2 separate regions of the Sus scrofa genome follow, and region 1 is linked to region 2. The links are chromatin contacts, called in public Hi-C maps. All regions are on one chromosome and are shown on one strand. Each heading gives the region's core, a stretch centred on a gene start, on an enhancer-like site or on the middle of the called end of the contact. The rest is flanking DNA. Distances are from core to core; before and after follow the strand shown.

The links. A called contact is a pair of places that touch in the nucleus more often than the background predicts.
Region 1: a contact with region 2 is called in a Hi-C map of skeletal muscle, with 1.9 times the contacts expected there. The contact joins the promoter of C4H8orf88 here to the promoter of OTUD6B in region 2. A contact is called at or near these places in 3 of 47 Hi-C or Micro-C datasets (embryonic fibroblasts, epiblast stem cells and skeletal muscle).

What each region holds. Positions count from the first base shown.
Region 1 is chr4:45,921,322-45,925,880 of Sscrofa11.1, reverse strand. C4H8orf88 reads right to left here and starts at 2,408. Exons shown (of 6, transcript XM_021089133.1): 1 at 2,263-2,408.
Region 2 is chr4:45,789,236-45,794,529 of Sscrofa11.1, reverse strand. It overlaps OTUD6B (OTU domain-containing protein 6B), which reads left to right and starts at 1,260. Exons shown (of 8, transcript XM_003125574.4): 1 at 1,260-1,355; 2 at 1,357-1,450; 3 at 1,999-2,150; 4 at 4,738-4,818. The coding sequence starts at 1,275. It overlaps LOC100516731 (a long non-coding RNA gene), which reads right to left and starts at 1,093. Exons shown (of 3, transcript XR_115866.4): 1 at 875-1,093; 2 at 1-761.

The sequences.
Region 1 (4,559 bases), core at 1,159-3,658, 130 kb before region 2:
TCTCACATTGCTGTGGCTGTGGTGCAGGCCAGCTGCTATAGCTCTGATTAGACCCCTAGCCTGGGAACCTCCATATGCCACAGGTGCGGCCCTAAAAAGACAAAATAAATAAATAAATAAATAGACAACTACAACGTCAGTACATAAAATAACTTTAGTCTTAAACTCTAATGTCTACTTCACTCACTGAATGTAGAGCTTCGAAAGTTCCCTTTGAAAACTATAGATGCTACCTAGGATAGGCATTTAGGATATCAAGTGTTAGAAATAACTGTTGCAAAAAAACAATCTCATTTACAACACTGGGCCTGTCATAGAGTTGTCTTTGAAATGTAAATATATAGTTTTGTGGTATAAATATTTTTAAGGACGTTTTGACCCAATGTCTCAAAAATTCATTCCATTAATACATGCTGAGAAATGGTTACTGAATAAAGCGGTTTTTTTTTCAAGTTTACACATATTTAACAAATCACCTTAAAAGGCCTAGGGGTATGAACAGAACACTGTTCTGCAAGTCTGGAAACCTAAGTGTAGTTGCTATTCTACATGTAGAATAATTATATTTTAGGGTTTTTTTTTAAATCTTATCAAACTAAATATGAATTCTAAGAGTCCATCAATTCTGAAATTATAAATTAACCTAAAATTTTATAAAATATAGTATCAAGAGATAGTAAGACATACACTGACCAATTGGGGCACAATTTCATTACCCAACATACACCATTCTTTTTTATTTAAAACTCCATTTTTTGAGATCCTACTACACATTAATTGCTTTACATATATTATCACATTTAATTTTGAGCCATCCATTAACTGTTGCAGAAAATCCATCAGAAAAGTGACTACTTTACAGATGAGAAACCCGAAGCTCAGAAGAATAAGAGACGTGTTCAAGTTCACACAATAATTGGTAGAAATGAGGTTTTGACTATAAAGTTGATGCCCGTCTCTAAACCTGTATGTCGGATAAGTAAAAGATACCTGACTCTCCACTGTTCCATGTGGACACTGTTTATTGGAAAAAATAATAATTATGAAAGAGAACATTTATGTATAAAACCTTGCTGAATATTTGGTGTAAAGAAATAGGCTGAAAGAAGAGAAAGACCATGCTTCATTTATTTCATGTGTTATTTCCCATATAGGATTATACTAGATAGAATTTAATCTCAATTTTCAATTTCAAAATATTTTTTACAAAGTTAAGATCCCTTAAAGCCAAATGCTGCTTATAAGTAAAAAAACTCTAAACTGATAAACTGATAGATAAAAAATAACATACAGGAAATAAAGGAGAATAAAGGATAAACTAGTTAGACTTAGGTGATGAAAGACATTTTATATTCCACAAATAAGGGTGCCATATTCATGAAAAAGTAGAACTAAAATATGAAAAAGTTATAAGCCCAGAGTGTTCCATTTTATTTTCCATCTCACACCTCTGACCAAAAAAAAAAATTTTTCTTTTGAAGCACCATTCAACATACATGCAATTTAACACTTAGGTGGGATAAAACTGTCCAGGTTATGGGTGTTTGTGGTTGTCATAACTGATGTAACTGTCCTTTTACAGTTTTTCTTTTTAAATAATTTTGCTAAACTCTTAAGGCAATAAAAAAACTTTTGATACAAATATTTTGTATACCTGAAACTAATATACTGTTACATGTCAACTTTTTTAAAAAGGCCTATCCTTATAAGTTGTGCAGAACACCTTCAACATTCATTAACCACTGGATTTCCTTTTGATTTCCTACTGAGTTTTCTTACTGTATATAATTTTATGTAATTAATGTTTATTTTATTAATAATAAAAACAAACCACGGTAATCTCAATAATAAACTGATGCACCAAAATAATGAGACAGTCTTCTAACCATCCCACTACCTAGGACCAGGTCCTGGGACTGAGGGCGACGTGCTCTTACTTCGGGGGGCATTTTATTTGCTTGTTTTGTTTCATCAGCATCCCTTCAGCAGATTAACTCCCTCAACCACTTGCCCTTCGCCGGGTTTTCCACCCCAGCCCTCACCTCTTTCCTTCTGACCCGCTTGCTCCCTTCGCACTCTAAGAGCTACCCTGTGGACCCTGTGGGGTCCCCGCCTGATTTGTCCCCACAGATCCCGGAGCTTCCCTCAGTCACCTCAACTTTTCCCATGCTCCTGCCTGGGGAGACGCCGCCGGCCCGCCTCCTAATCCCTGGGCCTGACTTCTCTCCTCGCCGTGGGGCTTCGTCCTCCCCGGCCACTTACCGCCTCAAGATCCGGGAGGACTTCGGGGCAGCAGCGTCGCGGTGCTCAGACCAGACGCGGTGGCCCAGCGCCCCCCCGCCTGTCCGGGAACGGCTCGGGCCGCGCCTCCCCTCGAGAGCCTGGTGGCAGCGACGGTGGGGGCGGGGCGGGGCCGACGGCGGCTCAGAGGGGCAGGGGCGGGCGCAGGGCGGTGCTTTGGGCTCCGGGTCTCGAGCGCGGGCGCAGCCCGGCGGGAGCAGAACCGTTAAACCCGCGGCGCGCGCTTCCGGGACGTGCTGGTTGCGACGGGAAGGCGCGGCGCTTCTAGGACCCTGCCTCGTGCGGAGGAGGAGGCGGGAGGCCTCTCCAAGGTGCTGACAGGCTCGACCTGGACGGAGCGCGCCCTTATGAACAGCCTGGGGACCGACAGCCGGCGGTCCTGTGAGCCTGGGAGATGCGGGAGGAGCCGCCTGCGCGGGCTCCAGGCACCGTCTGTGAGCGAGGCCTCCCGCGCGCTGACGACTGAGCCCCCTCCCGCGTCTGAGCGGCCACGGGCCCCAACATCCCGAGGAGTCTATAATGGGGCTAGGATTCTGGGAGTAAGGGGTTTGAGATGCGTCTCACACAGACTGCAGCACTGAAAGGAACAAAATGAGTTGAAGCGAATTCGTCTGAATCTGAATCCTCTATTTTTAATCTTCACCTTTATTCTTTTACTCGGTTTTTCATTGTTATTTTTGAGTCTCTCTTGGAACCAACTCTATACCAGGGGGCATGGGGACAGAACACGGGTAAACAGGACAGTTCCTCACAATTCGGTGGGCCTCTGGGCTGGTGGGCAATTCTGTGGGCTGTACTAAGTAAGCATTGTGATAGAGTAATAGATCTAAGTTTGGAACATAGTACAAAGAATATCTAAATTGACCCTTAGTCTGGGAATGTCATAGCTGTTTTCAGAGCAGGTGATGGTTTGTTGCAATTGGCTGGGGGAAGAAGGCAAGAAAGAAGTCCAGAAAGGGGCGGGGTGGGGGGTGTACTCGTCTAGTATGGAGTAGTTGGAGTTGAGGAGCTAGCAGTGGGGAAATAAAACAGAAGTGGACATGAATCAAACTTTGAATCTTTCATAACTTTTTGAATATTTGAAGGCTCATTCTGGTAGCGCTATGGAGGTTAGATTTGGGGGAGGGCAAGTGTAAGATATAGCAATATTAAACAAGCTATAAGAAGGCTTCCTGGGAGTTCCCTTACTGGCTCAGCGGTTAACGAATTCAACGAGGAACCATGAGGTTGCGGGTTCCATTCCTGGCCTTGCTCGGTGGGTTAAGGATCCAGCATTGCTGTGAGCTGTGGTGTAGGCTGGTGGCTACAGCTCCGATTAGACCCCTAGCCTGGGAACCTCCATATGCCGCAGGCAGCCCTAGAAAAGGCAAAAAAAAAGGACAAAAATTTTATATATAAGGCTTCCTGGAAGGTGTTTGTAATAGCTCCAACAATAATGTTTGATAAAGAAGAAGGAGTAAATCTGAGAGATGTTGCTGAAGTGAAATCAATAGTTTTGTGACAGATTGGTTGAAAGACATGAGTAAGAGAATCTAGTGTGGTTCTTGGGGTTTCTGAATTGGGTGAACAAGTGAATAGCTGGTGATGACATTAAGATAGGGAATACAAGAGGCAGAACTGGTTTGAGGAGGAAAGGATTGTTACCAGATGCAAGTCTGTGTGCCTGACACACAGTGAGGCCAAGCAATACTGAAAATCAGGGTTGGGAATAGAAAAAAGGTTTATTGCAGGGCTGTGCCAGGAAATGGTTGGCTTATGCCTAAGAAGCCTTTTTATTTTTATTATTTATTAATTTATTTTCTTACTTTTTGTTTTTTAGGGCTGCACTCATGGCATATGGAGATTCCCAGGCTAGGGGTCAAGTCAGAGCTACAGCTGCCAACCTATGCCATAGCTGCAGCAATGAAGGCTCTGAGCCTCGTCTGAGACCTACACCACAGCTCACAGCAATGCCAGATTTTTAACCCACTGAGCGAGGCCAGGGATTGAACCTGCAACCTCATGTTTTCTAGTCAGATTTGTTTCCACTTTGCCAATATGGGAACACCTAAGAAGACTTTTTAAAGGCAAGATTAGGGACGGGTGTAGTTAGTTGTTGCAAACTTCTTAGCCTCTGTTTTGTTGTTGTTGTTGTTGTTCTAGCAACTGTGCAGCAGGTCATTGTCAGGTCACAATGCTCCTGTAAACCTACAACAAAACAAATGTTATTTTCTGTCCTGCAACTTTTTATCTCTATATGAATGGACTCTTAAAGGTCA
Region 2 (5,294 bases), core at 11-2,510:
GATACATTTTCTTTACCCCTTCATGTCTTCCAGCTGCCTTGGTACAGAAATGATAACTTGGCAGAGTATATAATACTTGTTTCAAAATTATTTTTCCTTAAAACTCTGAAGACATTGTTCCATTGTTTTCTGGCACTTAAGACTTGCAAGTGAAAAATGTGAAGTCAGCCTGACTTTCACCCATGTAAAGAAACTTGCTTTCTCTGGATACTTGTAGAAGTTTTTCTTTATCCCTTCAAATTAAAAATATCACCAGGATATGTCAGGGTGTTGCTTTCATTAAATTTTAATGATACCCTGTTAATTTTTCCATTTGCAGATCTGGTTCCTTCTTCAACTCTGTAGATTTTTCTACGATTAGTTCCTTAATTATAGTTTCAGCTTCATTTGATTTGTCCTGTTTCAGGTATTCCTATTATGCCAAGATTGTACCTCCTGGACAGGCCCTCTAGGTGTCTCTTCGCTTTACTTGATTTCTTTTCTTTTTTTCTGCATGCTGTAAAAATTTCTCGTTTGGCTTAACTTAAGTAAATCGATCTCCTGCCCCATCAGGCTTGCACATTTCCGTTATCTCAATTCCCTGATACTTTTCAAACGCTCTGACAATAGCTTCTTTATCACTGAGATTAGGTCTTTAAACTCCTGTGTTCTATGATACTTAGTCCTTATTATCTCTTCTGTTTCCATCGCTACAGGCGTTTCAAGAGGCGGCATTTTCTCAATTACTTAGCTGTTTTTCTTCGGAACTGCGGTATTATAACCTTGAAAATAATAAACAGAACTTAATTCCCTACTGTTTGATTTACGCAGCACAAAGATCCTCATTCATACTTATTAAAAGTTTCACTGAAATTTTTTTATTTTTCCTTCTTACCTTTTGAAAAGAACTTCCTAGTAATGGAACCAAAAACGAAGATTAAAGGACACGGTCCGAGGTACCCAACAAAACAAAAAGAACATCCAAAATGGTTTCTACAACGTCATCTTTGCGCGCTTCACGGCCTGGTCAGCAGACGCAACAGTAGCTTTACTGCCAAAAGCGCTCTAGCGACGGGGTCAACTGCAGGCTGCAAACTTCAGTCGGTTAAGCCACACCCCCACAAACCGTTGCGCTCCACCCCCGCCGCCCCGCCCCGCCCCGCCCCGCCCCGTCCCATCAGAGCGCGTCACGCGGGGGTGCGCATGCTTAGTACGCCATTCTTCCTCCTCGCTCCTAAGGCTCGGCTCAGATCCGGTACCGCCTTGAAGGCGGGGCTGGGTCCCAGCTGCGGCCAATGGCGCCGAAGGTGAGGGTTGAAGGGTGGAAGGTGCTCTGTAGCTGGTCGTGCTGGTTTCTTCCCGCGCGTGTGCTGGGCTTACCTGGTCGTCATGGAGGCAGTCTTGACCGAGGAGCTTGATGAGGAGGAGCAGCTGGTGAGAAGGCATCGCAAAGAGAAGAAGGAGTTGCAAGGTGACGGGGAATGGGAACCTAGAAGACGCCAGGGCCCAGGGAAGGGCGCGTGGCGGGCCAGTTCCGGAGCTGGATCTTCCGAGGCTTCTCCAGAGTAACCAGTAACTTCTTCCCTCCCGCCTCCCCTGGGTCCCATAATCCCCCAGATCTTCGGAAGCTGCTTCTTAAGTCCGCTACCGTCCTGGTGCGGGTGCCTGGAAACACCTGGAAACTACGAACTTGGACACAGGGCCCTCTCCCAGCTCCATTTCCTATTCCTTCCCTAGTTCCTCAGAAGGGATGCTTGAAAGATTTAAAAACTTGAGTCTTTTTTTTTTTCTTTTTACTCCTACCACACCAAACTGACGGTTGTGTTACTAGATTTTATTTGGGGTTGGGGGGGCAGTCCATATTTTTCTGGGCTCTTCTCTGTAACTATTATGTAATTACTCTTCTTGCTATTATAATTACTTCTAAACCCTCCTCTCTTACCATCCTCTTATTGTTACTATTTCTTGTTTCTTCTGAATCCCTGGGTTTTTGATCTAATGATTTTCGTGGCTTTCCAGCCAAAATTCAGAGTATGAAGAATGTTGTTCCCAAGAATGACAAAAAGAGGAGGAAGCAACTCACTGAAGATGTTGCTAAGTTAGAAGCAGAAATGGAACAGAAACATAGAAAGGAACTGGAGCAATTGAAGCTGACTTCTAAGGAGAGTAAAGTATGTGAAGTAATGTTCCTTTTTTGTCTACAGCATTTGATAGCAATTGTGCACTTCTCTTAAACCGTTTACTTATATATAAATCACAAAATTGGAGGGAAAGAAATCTCTCGCATCACCTTTCTGATATTTTTCTGACCAGATTTACATGAGTGTGTTTTTTAAGGGAGGACAGCAAAGAAAGTCCACTTCTTTAACTGTTCACTTGCCCCAAAGATGAACAGATTGATAAGATGGACTAGAGGAAGCTTCACCAAATGGAGGTTGGAAGACCAGTCTTCTAGACTTGACATTAAATAGGATTGTAACCTGGGCAATTGGTTATTGGATTGTAAGCTGCTTAACTTTCTTGAGCATAAATTTCTTCACATTCATATGATATAAATATTACTGATTTTTTTTTTTAAGCAACCTCTCCTTTTAAGGAGGAGAGGTTGCAGATGTGGCTTGGATCAGGTGTTAACTGTGGCTGTGGTGTAGGCCAGCAGCTGCAGCTCCAGTTCTACCTCTAGCCTGGGAACTTCCATATGCTCCAAGAGAAGTAGTAAAAAAAAAAAGTTCTTTATTAACAATTTGTAATGAATGGAAATGTATTGACGTTTCTTGGTTAAATTGGAGTCTGTTAACTATCATCATTTTAGCTAATATTTATTTCATCACCGTAGCCATGCACAATGTATTGTCTGCAATACACTTTAACGTGTTACATGTGTTATCTCATATAATTCCCACAGTAACACACTATGAAGTATTACCTTTGAAGTAAGTGTAGATAACCCCCTTTTTCAAATGGGAGACAGACTCAGATTAAAACCTTTGTTCTGATTTTATAACAGCTATTAAGTACCAAAGCCAGAGTTCAAAATCAGAACAGTCTTACTCCAGAAAGTGAATACTGAATTGTTACCATCTTATCTGGTTTATTGCATGGGTTTTAGATATCAAAGATCCTAGACCTCATAACCTCACTCCTGTTTTTGATAGAAAGTTCCTATGTACATGCAACATTTTATCTACCATAAATAAATTTTATTTTATTTCATTCCATTCATTTTTGATCTGCTCCTAACAGGGAAAACAGCTTATCTGTATTGATTTACAGTGGTTGTTATAATAAATATAGTCTTATTTTCTTAAATTTTTAGGCAGTCATCAAGATCCTGGCCTTCAGTGCCTATAACATATTCTCTTTCCAAGTAACAAGGCATAATGCTTCAGGTGTTTGTGTTGTCACAATCAGCGTATTCCTAATTGTCTCCCTATCTTTTCTAATGGTGAGATAGTTTTGTTGCTTTCTCAGGCCTTTCAAACTTGAGATTTATCTCCTAGGTTTCTAAGGACAAAAAAAATATTTGATAAGCTACATATTGTTCAAATGTTAAGATACAAACTGTCATTTTGTTTTGAACTATTATCTTTTTTTTTTTTTTTAACTGAAACCCCTGAAAGTTACCTGAATTCTTTTGTCATTGCTTTCTCTTTATTTTCAGATGCTTTTTTGTATTTTGCCTGTTGTCATTATGGCCATTTGTAAATGTTAGCAAATTCCTCTGAAAAATCTAGGAATCCTAATTTCCCTAAAGTTGATAAGCACTCTTTGAAGCCTTAATCTGATTTTGATATTTTGATCATTTGGGCCATAACCTTGGAGACTCTTGTTATTAGAGGCCTTAATATGTATCATGTATGTGTCATGCTAAAAACTAGTTTAACTTATAGTTGCAGTATTAAAATACCAGCTGCTAATCCTGTTATAAGTCTAGTATCTTTTTTCTAGAGCAAACACATAATGGTTATGTGATGATTAAGATTCATTGTAATAATGATAATTATTTTACACTTACAGGGTTTTTGTTTTTTTTTTTTTTTTTTTTTTTTGTGCCACACCTGCAGCATATGGAGGTTCCCAGGCTGGGGTCAAATTGGAGCTACAGCTGCCGGCCTACACCACAGCCACAGCAGTGCAGGATCCGAGCCACATCTGCAGTCTACACCACAGCTCACAGCAATGCCAGCTCCTTAACTCACTAGGCAAGACCAGGGATTGAACACACAACTTCATGGCTCCTGTTCGGATTTGTTTCTGCTGCACCACGACGGGAACTCCTATACTTATAGTTTTTCAGTAGATGGGAAAGGATAGAAGAAACTCAGTTTGTTACTAGGGTCATGAAGCAGTGCTCATCGGGTTCCAGCTAATGAGGATGGAGAAAGGTCTTTGCCACCATTTTTGAGGTTATGAAGATAGTAATGAACTGAGTCAGCACGTTTAGAGAATGGAAGTTGGAGTGGTGAATGACTTAGCATTTATAGGAAATATTTAGATGAATGCAGTAGGCATTCTAAGAAGGAAGGAAACCATGTAGGAATCTTTGAAGAACCATAAGGAAAGGTCTTGGGAATCTGACAGATTCTCCCTTAAAAATAGAGGAGACAAAGCTATGACATTTAGTATTGGTGCTATTCAAATTTGAATTGTGAGATGACACATATTTGTGACTTTCAATAATAATTTAATGATTAACACTTTGAATAATAACTTTAAAGTATTTTTATTTAACTTGTTAATGTTTTTTGTTTCCTTCAGATAGATTCTGTTGCTGTTAATATTTCAAACCTGGTTCTTGAGAATCAGCCACTTCGGATATCAAAAGCACAAAAGAGACGGGTATGAATGTCACCAAATACTTGTTAGTACTATGAGCTTAATACTATCCTAGGTATTGTATAGGAAGGGAATAGGAAAAAAAATGGAGTTCCTTGCTAAAGAACCTTAACTGATATTTATTAAGTACTTGCCATGTGCTAGAGACTATGTTAGGCTTTAGATTATATGAAATCTCATTTAGTCCTAACAGTAATCCTATGAAGTAGAATTTCTTATCCCTATTATAGAGAGGAAAATAGGCTGAAGCCAGTATAAAGTAATATGTCCAGTTAGCAGTTCTCATAGGAGGGTGAGGCTAGGAAGTGGGGTATGCAAAGGATATGTTTTCCAAATATATTATCCCAGACTTAACAGTTTAGAATCTTAAGAGTGTGAGCCCAGGTGATTCTGAAGTACAGCTTTGGTTAAAAACTGTGGTATTACATGATAAAATAAGAATTTGAACCTAGAAGTTAGGCAAGATATATAGGTGTACA